Linked DNA regions of Mus musculus: region 2 is linked to region 1. Evidence: chromatin contacts called from public HiChIP or PLAC-seq data. All regions are on one chromosome and are shown on one strand. Each heading gives the region's core, a stretch centred on a gene start, on an enhancer-like site or on the middle of the called end of the contact. The rest is flanking DNA. Distances are from core to core; before and after follow the strand shown.

The links. HiChIP or PLAC-seq counts read pairs in DNA pulled down with a chosen protein or histone mark.
Region 2: a BATF HiChIP or PLAC-seq map of CD8 T cells shows a contact between it and region 1, with 7 read pairs. The contact joins two enhancer-like sites. A contact is called at or near these places in 4 of 484 Hi-C or Micro-C datasets (CD4 T cells, CD8 T cells and natural killer cells), 3 of 115 datasets of contacts at active chromatin or transcription factors (CD8 T cells, effector CD8 T cells and thymic regulatory T cells) and 1 of 9 other capture datasets (embryonic stem cells).

The regions. Positions count from the first base shown.
Region 1 is chr1:51,582,640-51,588,550 of GRCm38.p6, forward strand. It overlaps Gm17767 (predicted gene, 17767), which reads right to left. Exons shown (of 4, transcript NR_151621.1): 3 at 1-139. Among named protein-coding and RNA genes, the nearest start is that of Gm17767, 11 kb to the right of the region's middle. Within about 2 kb of position 2,517, at least 138 of the 459 cell types and tissues checked have an H3K27ac peak or open chromatin away from gene starts, as enhancers often do. A contact at or near this core is called in CD8 T cells and effector CD8 T cells, where this site is marked.
Region 2 is chr1:52,020,056-52,025,966 of GRCm38.p6, forward strand. All of the region lies in intron 3 of Stat4 (signal transducer and activator of transcription 4), which reads left to right. Among named protein-coding and RNA genes, the nearest start is that of Stat4, 15 kb to the left of the region's middle. Within about 2 kb of position 2,421, at least 82 of the 459 cell types and tissues checked have an H3K27ac peak or open chromatin away from gene starts, as enhancers often do. A contact at or near this core is called in CD8 T cells and effector CD8 T cells, where this site is marked.

The DNA of each region.
Region 1 (5,911 bases), core at 1,267-3,766:
TGTGATGCTGTTGGTATTGACACTCGCTTGTGCCTTGTGTCTGGCTCTCTGGGCAGAAGTGGAGTCACAGGCTGTCTCCTCACTCCTGGTCTGAAGTTCTAAGATTATTTTTTGTTACGAGTTTATGATTTTTCCAATTCTAAAAAAGAAAGGAAAAACTTTTTAAATTCCAGATATCTTATTAAACACCTTTATGATTATTCCCACTTAGGAGCACATTTTTATCTGACCTCCGACCATCGTTAGCATACAGTGGGTCCCCATGAATGGCAAAACATGTACAGCTAGTAACACAATTCTGGGATCTAATCTTTAATATTTTGCCAGGGATTATGAAGAAACTTATAATTATGTTTTACTTTGGATTTACCCATCTTTCCTTTATCTCACACTGAAATATAATCAAAATCAGCCTGTTTCCATTCGCTTGCAAATCCCCATCTTAAAGTTCCTATTCAAAGTCTCCCCAATTTTCATTTCTCCGTCTTTTCTTATTATATTAAATCCTGATATCTGGAAATGAAACTATATAGCAGCATTACCCTGTTCTTTTAAAAATACAGATCATATCTATTCTCTCTGCATTTTCCACATTATAACCATGGTGGGTTTTTTTTTTTTAATCCTTGACAGGTTGCAATTAGATTTCTTGCTTGCCATTGTATTATAGCAAATACTGTTATTATGGTAGAAGTAATTCACTTTATTTAGTGTACTACTCAGATAGTCGGCCAGATGCCTCCGATAGTAAATGTCATTCCCATTCTTTAATTATAATTTTTAATCTTTTCTGGTTTGCTGTTCTTTCAGTAGATTAATTAGTTTTATTCTAAAATTCAGAAATGGTCTGAGTTTAATGATATTTATTAATATGAATTATTATTTCCTATTGGTTTTCCCCTGCAGAAGAGTAAAGTAATTTTGTTCTTTCAAACTTTTTGGTCTAGTGACACACTGTCAGAGAACAACACAGATTTATTTAGTAATTGAAATTTTTAAAGTTTTTAAAATTATGTGTACGTGTATGTGTGTATATCTGTGTGCCACATATATGCAGGTGCCTGAAGAGACCAGAAAAGGACATTAGAGACCCATGAAGCTGGAGATTCAGACAGCTGTGGATCACCAGCTGTGGTCCAGGGAGCTCTACTCTTCTCTGTCCTCAGGAAGAATATGAGTGCTCTTGACTGCTGAGCCATCTCTCCAGCCACAGCTAGGTGTATTTCTGAAAGTTGGTGGTACTGACATTTCAATGATTGTCAGCCTCGGAGATATGCAACCAAAGGCTTTGGTCACACTCTAAAAGATACGCATTCCTCTAAAGATGTTTCCTTTGTCTAGAGTTGTTTATATACACAGGGCAAGATGAATGAAAGCAAACAAGATATGAAGCATATCTAGAGCCCACACACCCATAATCAAATTAGAACATGCGGCTTATCTGTCTGACAGTGAGGAGCATACTGACCCTACACATCCCTAGGCTACCCCTTAGTGCACTGATGCATTGCACTATTTTCATCTGTGTTGAACGGGCAAATATATTGGATTGACCCTCTTGCTGAGTACATGGATAGCTCAATTCAGTTCAATTGAGCAAGTCAGACAGAGTGAGCATTGTTGAGAAATGGAAGATAGAAGATGGGCTCTATAAACTGGGTGGCACTTACTCAGGTTCTGTGCCTCCCCGTTCTGTGATTTAGGCCAAATTACTTTTATCTCAAAGCTCTGATTGATTGATCTACACAGTAGGTATGTGGGGACTTTGCTCCCAGATTAGCTGTAAGAATTTAAAAGATCCTATTTACAAAGTGCCAGAAACCTAATGTGATAAGAACGCTCATTGCTATCAGGTGTTAGGGGTATTGAAGGTTGGTAATCTATATGCCTGTCATTCATTACTACCTAACAGGAACAAAGAACAACAACAACAACAACAAAAACAGCAACAATAACAAAACCCACATAACTGATTTCAGCTGGGTGAATCTTAGCAGTAGGTTGATGCTGATCTGTTCCGTAGTTCTCTAAGGGCCACTTAGAGTTTGTTTGTGCCATGGTCTTAGCAGGAAATATGAGGGGAGAAGCCTCACTAAATGAACGCAGCCCAAGCACGCTATGTATCATGAACATTTCACAGAGGCAGAAACATGTCCTGTAGCCAAAGCCGAGGGATGGGCAAGGTACTGAGCCTGGTGCTTCAGAGCAACAATTAAGTCACACAGTTTAAACAACCAGAGGTAGGTCAGAACCTGGAGGAATGTGGTTTTTTTTTCCTCTCAATTCTTGCTCCCAGCTATAATGGTACAACGTAAGCAAGTCGCAGATGGTGTTGTGGTTTGGATCTGGAATGCCTCCCAGAGGTATATGTGTGAAAGCTTGGTCTCTAGCTGTGGCAGCTAGCAGGAAATGACAGAAACGTTAGGAAGCAAGGTCTGGTTGGAGTAAATAGGTCATTGGGGTTGGGCCTTTTGAAGCATGCTGGAGCTCCAACCACTTCCTGTCTTTCTGTTTCCTGACAGCTGTAAGGTAAAGGGCCTCCTATGTCACAGGCTTTCAACACTGTGGTATTTTGCTTCACCTAATGCTGAGAAGTAGTGGTCCAGCTGACCTTGGGCTGAAACCTTGAACTCAGAGAAGCCTGTCCTCCTTTATATTGTATGTCACATGTTTTATCACAGTGACAAAGCTGTGACATGGGTGGAGTTCTGTCATATACACAGGGGGAAGGCACAGAAAGCTGCTATAGAAATTGTCCTGTAAGCCTGATAAGGTCAGATCTCCACCCATTTGGGCTTCTCTGACAGCTCTTTGCATCAAAGGTTTACTATCGTGGCAGATTTACCAACATTTTGGGTACAAAGGGCTAACATTTGACCAAATCTGAACCTTTGAGACTCTTGAACCCTGTGTCTGCAAATCAGCCATGCCCGAACAAACACGCAACAAACCCACAGTTACCATTATCAATGTTAACAATAGATTCATGAAATACTAATAAACAGACTTTTAAGAATACCATTTGGCAAAATTGTTGGTGTTTATCAAAGTGTAAGAAGGAACCAGCTGGGGCTGGAGAGATGGCTCAGTGGTTAAGAACACTGACTGCTCTTCCAGAGGTCCTGAGTTCAAATCCCAGCAACCACATGATGGAGATCTGACACCCTCTTCTGGTGTTTCTGAAGATAGTTTCAGTGTACTTATATATAATAAATAAATAAATCTTTAAAAAAAAAAAAGAAGAAGAAGAAGGAACCAGCTGACATCTGGAAGCAGCTCTCCTAGGAGTCCAGTCTTATCTCTCTATCAGATACCCACTCCCACCAGGCATTCCTAGATGATAAAAGAATTGGGCCTAGGTGTTCATTCTAACTGTAAAAGACCAACATAAGTTGATGCCCCGGACGATGTTTCCTGTGTTGTCTCTACTCCTGCTATGAATAACAAGTTTCTGTTAAACTGTGTCTACAATTCCAAACATAGAATATCCAATATTCAGTAGGCATTCATTGTTTAGTCTAAGCATTATGAAGACTTCTGTGTACCTCTTATTTATTCTCTGTTGCATGGTAAAACTAAGGCTGTGCATTGGAGCTAATGAGGAATTAGAATCACCATTTAAAAGTTTGGAAGACATCACAACTGTCAGGTTTTATTCAACTTTCATTTGAGAACCAAGCATTAGAAAGTAACATCCAAATCTTCATTGTTAAGTCTTTGATCAATCAAACAAGATGAGACAGGAAAAATAAATCTATGTTAGGTTCTCCTTCAGGCTGTGTGGTTGGTCTAGCTCAACTGTCTGGACAGAGCTCCTGCCAGCCAAAGCCTCAGACTCTTTGGACTGTCCCTGGTTAACCCATTATTTTAAGACAGGAAAACTAGATCTAGACTTTTAAAAAGTTGTCAGGACCAAGAGGAAGACAAGGTATTTTCATCTTTGGCAGGATCTAAGACTCATCAAACCCCAAGAGAAGAAGTTCTGCTCTCTGTGAAGCCACAGAGGCTACAACCAGAACAGTATGAATTGAGAGTGCTCCCATGAGTGCACTAGGGCCAGCTACATGGCGACTGCTGACCTTACAGTCTGAGGAACAGAACTGTGGGGCCTCTACAGAGCCTCAGGTGATGAGGCGCTACTGGTTCATGATGAGAAGAAAACAACTCAGGCCAGGTGTGGTGGTGTACATCTTTAATTGTGCTGGGAGGCTAAGGTAGGCTGATGCCTGTGAATTCAAGGCCAGCCTGGTCTACATAACAAGTTCTAGACCAGCCAGGGCTGCACAGTGAGACTGTCTTAAAACATTTTAAACAGGGCTGGTGAGATGGCTCAGCAGGTAAGAGCACTGACTGCTCTTTCAAAGGTCCTGAGTTCAAATCCCAACAACCACATGGTGACTCACAACCACCTGTAATGAGATCTATCACCTTCTTCTGGTGCGTCTGAAGTCAGCTACAGTGTACTTATGTATAATAATACTGAGCGAGCAGAGTTAACGAGAGCTAGTGGGGCAGACTGGAGTGAGCAGAGGTCCTAAAAAAACAAACAAAACAAAACAAAGCATTTAAAACAAAAACGAAAACTGGGTCTTCTCACTGGCTTACTTTCTCTTAATCCTCTCCTTTCTTCTCTTCCGAAGGTGTCCAGGAGCCTTCCCTTCTGTTACACACCCAAAACCATCTAGTCACTCCGTGAGTCTATTTCTAGTGGTTACTGGCTCTATTTTCAGATGAGCTTTTGTTTTTATACAAACCTCTGTAGGTAAATGAGTCTAGGAAAGAGTTTACTGTGTTTTCTGCTTCTACCTAGTCTTTAATTCTTTCACGAGACAGAGTGAAAAACTAGACTTAGCTGTTAGAAAGTAGGCAGCCAGTATTTTCAATTCTTTCTTAAGCCTGACCTATTTGCCTCATTCCTGAAAGCCATTTTTCACATCTACATTTAAATTTTAATCTTAGAAGCATACAATGTTCTAGTTAGAGAACTGCACTCATAATATACATATCATACTACTGGGCTCTCTGTTATAATTTTTCTACTTGTTGCAATAAAATATGGATGCAGGTGATTTTTATAATATGTGGAACAAACTTCATGATTAGATTATTAGAACCCCTCCTTTTATAGTTTCTGAATTTGTGAAATATTATTGAAAGCTTTTTAACACAGAGAATGAAGGAAACCATTCTTTCTCTGGTAACATCAAGCGATCATTGATTTGTAAATGGAACCATTAACAACAGCATTAGCAAAGCAAATGCCAAATAAATATACTTCTGTCCTCAGTGTTCATCCCCTTTATTTTGTGTGTGTGCGCGCACACACACACATGTGCACTTGTACCACAGTAGAAGTACGACTTGTCGAAGGAGATTTAATCCTTCCACCATGTAGGGTCTAGGGATTGAATTTGGTCACCAGGTCTAGCAGCAAATGCCTTTACTCAGTAAGCCATCTCATCAGTCCCTAGTCTTCCATTTTTGATCATTATAAAGTTCCACAAACTGTATCCCCTCATCTAGGTACTTGTGTGTGTGCATACACATATTGATAGATACATTTATCTCTGAGCCTATTGTGTACACAGCAATGCAGTTCACTGTAGTATGTGCATTCTCAATTTCAAGTATGTCTCTGAAAAGAGATGATCCCTCCATCTACCTCTATAAACAACCTGGTTTCCAGCAGATCACTGACCTCAGATAGGTGGAAAGATGGATTTATGAAAGTCCTTAGATCTGTCTCTTTTCTTAGACACCTAGTGCTGTATTGTCAATTCTTGCAGAAATCTGACTTCAAAAACTGAAGGCTTCTATTGCAAATGTACTAAAGCCAATGTGTTCTTTCCACAAACACTCAAAACTTTAGGTAAATATCAGTGGATTGGTGGTAGATGAGTCTTACCTCAGT
Region 2 (5,911 bases), core at 1,171-3,670, 440 kb after region 1:
TTGACAGGAGCAATGCCAGGAAGAACACAACACAATGAATTAGAGAAATATCATTTAGCATACTGATCCCCTCTGAACCCCATCAGATCTTATTCTCTAACCCACTGCTTTCTCACTTCACTCCTCTTCCTTCCCCTCTGTACCACACACACACACCACACACACACACTAAAAAGTCAAATCTTGATGATTTAATACTTTAATCCATAACAATCTTTCCTTTCCCTAGATCCTGAATGTTAACAATTTTTGGCAGAGTTTAGGGCTTCTCTTTGGAATAGGTACTTTGTGTATAATATAGAACCTGGGTCTGTCTATTTATCTTTTTTTCTTCCTTCCTTGCTTGCTTGTATGTGGTGTGTATGTTGTATTGTGTGTGTATGTGCATTCATGCACACACAGAGGCTAGAGTAAGATGGTAGATGCCCTCTTCTATTGCTCTCTACCTTATTCCTCTGATGTGGAGTCTCTCACCGAGCGGAACTTCACCTTTCACCTGTACTGACTGGCTCCTGGGATCCACCTACCTCTGTGATGCCCCCAGTGTTGGAGTCACAGGCACATGCAGCCATGCCCATTGTTATGTTGGTGCTGAGGATTTGAATGCAGGTCCTGATCCTTGCATAGCAAGCATGCCTAACCAGTGAGCCACCTCCTTAGCTCCTGTGAGTGAGTCTTAAATATTCTTCAGTCATGTTGTTCCATAATCATCTGATTGCCTCAATATCCTGTACTTGCCAGCTGCTCTGTGCTCCTCCAAGTACGATGCATAGTGAAGTATAAATTGGTATAGGTGGGAATGGAGAAATGGCTCAGCATTTAAGAGCACTGGTTGCTCTTCCAGAGGCCCTGAGTTCAATTTTCAGCAACCATATGGTGGCTCATGACCATCTGTAGTGGAATTCGATGCCCTCTTCTGGCATGCAAGCTCTCTATGCAGACAGAGCACTCATATACAAAAAAAAATAAATAAATAAAATAAAATAAAATAAAATAAAATAAAAGAAGTTACATAGGTAGCTGTACTTGTTAGGATCGGATGTCTTTCATGGAGTTTACAGAGTTAATATTTAACTAAGAAAACTCTCCCAAAATGTGGGTAGAGCTATTCCTTGGTCTGGGATCCCAGACTGAACAGAAAGACCAAATCAAAGCTGAGTGCTCACATTGGTTTCTCTCTGCTTCTCAATGTTGCATCTGATGTGACCAGGTGCTTCATGCTCTTGCTGTCACGATTTCCCCACTGTGATGGACTGTATGCTCCAAATGTAAGCCACAATAAATCCTTCCTTAAGTTGTTTTCCTCAGATATTTTGCTCTGCACCAACAAGAAAAGTAGCCAACAGTATGTTGGTACTTAAAGAATGAGGCCTCTATAAATGCTCTTAATGTCACGAAACTGCCTGTTTCTTGTCATCTAACCTGGATATCTGCCTTAGTGGATAGACATGGGAGGCAAACTATGCATTGTTTGTGAAACAATCTGCCTGCCTTTTGTAACTTGCTCTCTACTGTCAGGATGGACCTTGGAATTCTGTGTCCCACTGGCTTTCTGTAGCTCAGCACGTTGTCACTCTCCTTGCTGTTTGCTTTAGGTTCTTGCATTCCTTGTCTGGAGATATAGGTGATGAGAGAGATTTCCATGGCAACAACGTGACTTTAGCATATCAGGCATAGATGGGGGTTTTTTTTGGGGGAAGACCTATTTGGTCATTATTATAAGTCAGCAAGAAAAAAATGGGGACGCGTCACTCGGGATGTAGACTGTGTGCTGGAATTGTGAGGTAATTTGGTAAAAGGACTGACATTTAATGGATGAATAGATGCAAAATGTGAGAGAATTAAAAATGAGACAATTGTATCACTTAATTTGGGTTATTTCACATATAATAATACATCTTAATTAGTTTGGGGAAGGGAGGAGAGATAATATGAGTTTGATACGAAAACTAGCATAAAGGACTTGGAACTACATTGTCTACGTTGTCTATATATACTTAATGCCACAAGACCAAGCTGCCAGCATACACTGTTCTTCATATTACCAGCTCTTAGCACACAGCTTAGTGTGTAGTAAGAGGCTCTGTGTCTTGTGTAATAATGAGAAATAGAGCTGACATTGAAATATGATCATTGCCTTATTCCAATAAATATCCTTTGACTAGCAGAGCAAATGTCACATCAGTGTAAATACAGTTCAGAGTCCACAAAAGCAATTCAGATTGTACACTTTGACTTCCTGATGTCATCAGTTTCTGAGGATGGGGGAACTAGTTTTACAAAGTATTGTTTACGACAAATGGTGTGAGAGAGAAGGTTTGATGTGGTAGCCAAAAGCAGAAGTTGGGGAAACCTTTCAGAGGAAGAAGGCTAAGAGAAAAAACCAATAACTGAAGACAACAAAATACTGAAGTGTAAGGCAGCCACACACTAACACCCTAGAACTTCACAGGAGAGGCACTAGTGGTCTTTTGGAACCAATGCCCACTCTCCAGGAGCTGAGTCAAGAGCAGTGACTCTTCATAATAAAGGACCACAGGCTTTGAAGTTCTTCACTTGCCAGAACAATAAAGCAACCAACAGATGGAGAATCACTTCGAAACTGGACATGAGACATTTACCTTCTTCCCTTCTCCACTTTGCTATCATGAAACTGGTGTATACTCAGCCAAAAGAAATGTTAATGCAATGCTCTTAGGGCCGAGTACATCACTTAAAAAGCTTTTTACTAGTGTATGATATGCATATAGTAGAGTCCTCGGATCCTGCTGCACAGCTCAGTGTGAGCACCAGGAATGTTTCCCTTTGTCACCTCCGCTATAAATTACACTATTTTCTCCACATAGTGCATGGAGGAACTTATTAATGAAGGGAAGAATGTTTTACCTTTTATAATTTTTCTTCATGTTTTGTATGTCCTATATTTTAGAGGCTATTACTTTCTCATATCTATAATGCCTTTATTTTTATAATATTTTTATTAAGAATTTAAAAATGCATATAATTTTTTTGGTCAGATCTACCCCTATAGCCCTTCCTTGAACCCTCCCTTATTCTCCCCCAACCCCAGCTTCTTTTAAAGCCCACAGATCCCACTTGGTGCTATTGTACATGAGTAGCTGTAGGGTCACCCAGTGACCATTGAAACCTCCCAGGGGTCACATCTCTGAATAAAACACTCTTCCTGCCTACAGTCATCAATTGTCAGTTGCCCCTATGCTTGGGGTGGGACTTTGTGAGCCAGTCCCCTGTACATACTGGGACTTGGGCTAGCTTGATCATGTGCAGGTCTTGTGTATGCAGACCCAGGCCCAGTGAGTTCATGTGCGCAAGGGTTCAGTCACCTTTAGCTGTAGATGTTTGTAACTCTTTTGAGCTCTACTGAGAATCTAAATGAACATACATCCTAATCCCAGAATTACTGATGAGTTAATAGCACATACTTGGTAAAGTATCTTACACAAAGACTTTGACAGGCATGTGAGTGTTATTGGTTTTAAGTCTTTTCTATCAGAAGTATCCAATTCACAGATGTTATTAAAAATTCTGAGTGAGAATCTAGAGCCATGGTGGGGCATTTTTGAGTTCCTTTATATCTCTTTTTACAATGCAGTTTAATATATACCAACTGAGTCTTGAACAACCAGTTTTTAATTTTTTAAAAGATGTATCTGTTTTTATTTTATCTGTATGAGTGTTTGCCTGCATGTATGTCTGTGCACTGTGTGTGTGTGCCTGGTATGTGTGTACCTGGTGCCCACAGAGGCCAGAAGAGGGCATCAGATCCCCTGGAATTGGAGTTATGGATGGTTATAAGCAACGATGTAGGTGCTGGGAATCAAACCTAGGCCCTCTGTAAGAACAGTGCTCTAACCACCGTGTAATCACTCTAGCCCCCTGAATAGCCTTTTAATCACCAAGGTAACTAATAACCACTATGATCGTTACAGTGTATTTCTTGACCATATTAACTTTGTCAAGGGGTAATATTATTTTGCCACTCTCTTAAACAGCCAACATCTTTTCATATCACTTTAAAAACCTCTCTTCCTATTCTCTTTTGAGACAATGTCTCACTGTACAGGCCGAGCTGGCTTCGAATTGTGTCAGTAATCCCCCCTCTGCCTCTTGTGTGTCAGGATTAGAGACATGTGTCACTGCGCCTTATTTGGAATCATTTTTATTTACCCGTTAGTTGGAACTTTATCTTTTCACTACTATGATAGGTGCTTTACATAGCTGTCTTAGTTAAAGTTCTACTGCTGTGAAGCGATAGCAAGGCCGTGGTAAATGGTTTTCTTTTTAGTTTGACTTTTTATTGATTGGCTGTGAATTTTACACCGTGCACCCCAAGCCCACTCCTCTGCCCCTCCCCTTTTATCTGCCCTCCACCCTCGCACCCTCACTCACAACAGAGAAAGAAAAACAATCTCATTGTGGAAGCTGTGAGGAGTCAGAGTGTGGCCCATAGTCTACCCTTTTGTCCATGCTTCTTAACTTGCAAATGTCCATTGCAATGGATCATTAGTCTGGTTTGAAGCCTCTGGCTTCTGCTACACTAGCAATACTGGTTCCTCACTGAGATAACCTTGTTGCCCTGTGTCACAGAGCTCCGGAAGCTTTGGGTCTGTAGGAAGGGCCCCTTCTCACCCTCTAGCAGTTCATGGGATAGATGTTGAGGTGGGCCAACTCAAAGCCCTGGATCTGGGCCTGAGTGGTAACTGAGCTGAATGGCCAGCCCACCAGTTCTTCTGCACCCACACCACCAGGGCGAGCACTCCAGCATTGCTCCAGCTAAGTCGCTTAGTGCCACAGTTACTGAGTGGTTAGACCCAGCTCTCACGATCTCATGCCCACATGGTTATCCATACCCACACCAGCAGGGCCGGCTCTACTGTGCTGCTCACTCGAGGTGCAGAGCATGATCCCCTGAGTGCTGCAGCTGGTGAGGAGCAGGGCCAGCATTCCCCTCTCATGGCCTCAGGGATAGTTCTCCTACTTGCCATAAGTGTCAAGGAGTGATATCGGAGGAAGGCATCTCTCCATTGCCTGGACTACCACACAGCAGGCCAGCTTTCCCACGCTCATGCCTTGGGAGTTGGCTAACCTACCCTCTTCCCCAACCAGGGTCAGCTTTACTGTGCTGCCCAGGTGAGTTGCAAAGCCTTCTCTCCCAAGTGCTACAACCAGTGAGGGACAGGGATAGCTCTTCTGCTCTCATGACCTCTGGGCCAGCTCTCTCACCTGCTGCAGGTGGTGAGGTGCAAGGATGGAGGAGGGCACCTCTCCCTCTCTCATGCCACTGCATGACATATGAGTGGTAGGGCCAGCTTTCCCATGCTCACACCCTTGAGGCTCGCTCACCCTCAACCCCAACAAACCAAGCCAGCTCTACTGTGTTTCTTGGGAAAGGTGTGGGGGCTGCTTTCCTGAGTGCTGCAGCTGGCTAGAGGCAGGTCCATCCCTCCTGCTCTCATGCCTTCGGGCTCAGCACTCCCATAATGCTCTGAGTGCTGGGCACAGCTTTGTATAGCTCTTAGACCCTAGCATTGCCCCCGTTCGCAGTTCAGACCAGAAACATGTGCCTGGCCTTTGATGTTAAGACCACCACTGAAGCTGGGCGTGGTGGTGCACGCCTTTAATCCCAGCACTCGGGAGGCAGAGGCAGGTGGATCTCTGAGTTCGAGGCCAGCCTGGTCTACAAAGTGAGTTCCAGGACAGCCAGGGCTACACAGAGAAACCCTGTCTCGAAAAACCAAAAAAAAAAAAAAAAAAAAAAAAAAGACCACCACTGCTTCAGGGCCACGGACCCAGACATGGCAACCCAGGCCAGGGCCTAACCAACACATTAAGCTATTCCTCACTACTCTTTATTGAACACACATCCTTTTGTTTTTCTATTTCTTCCATC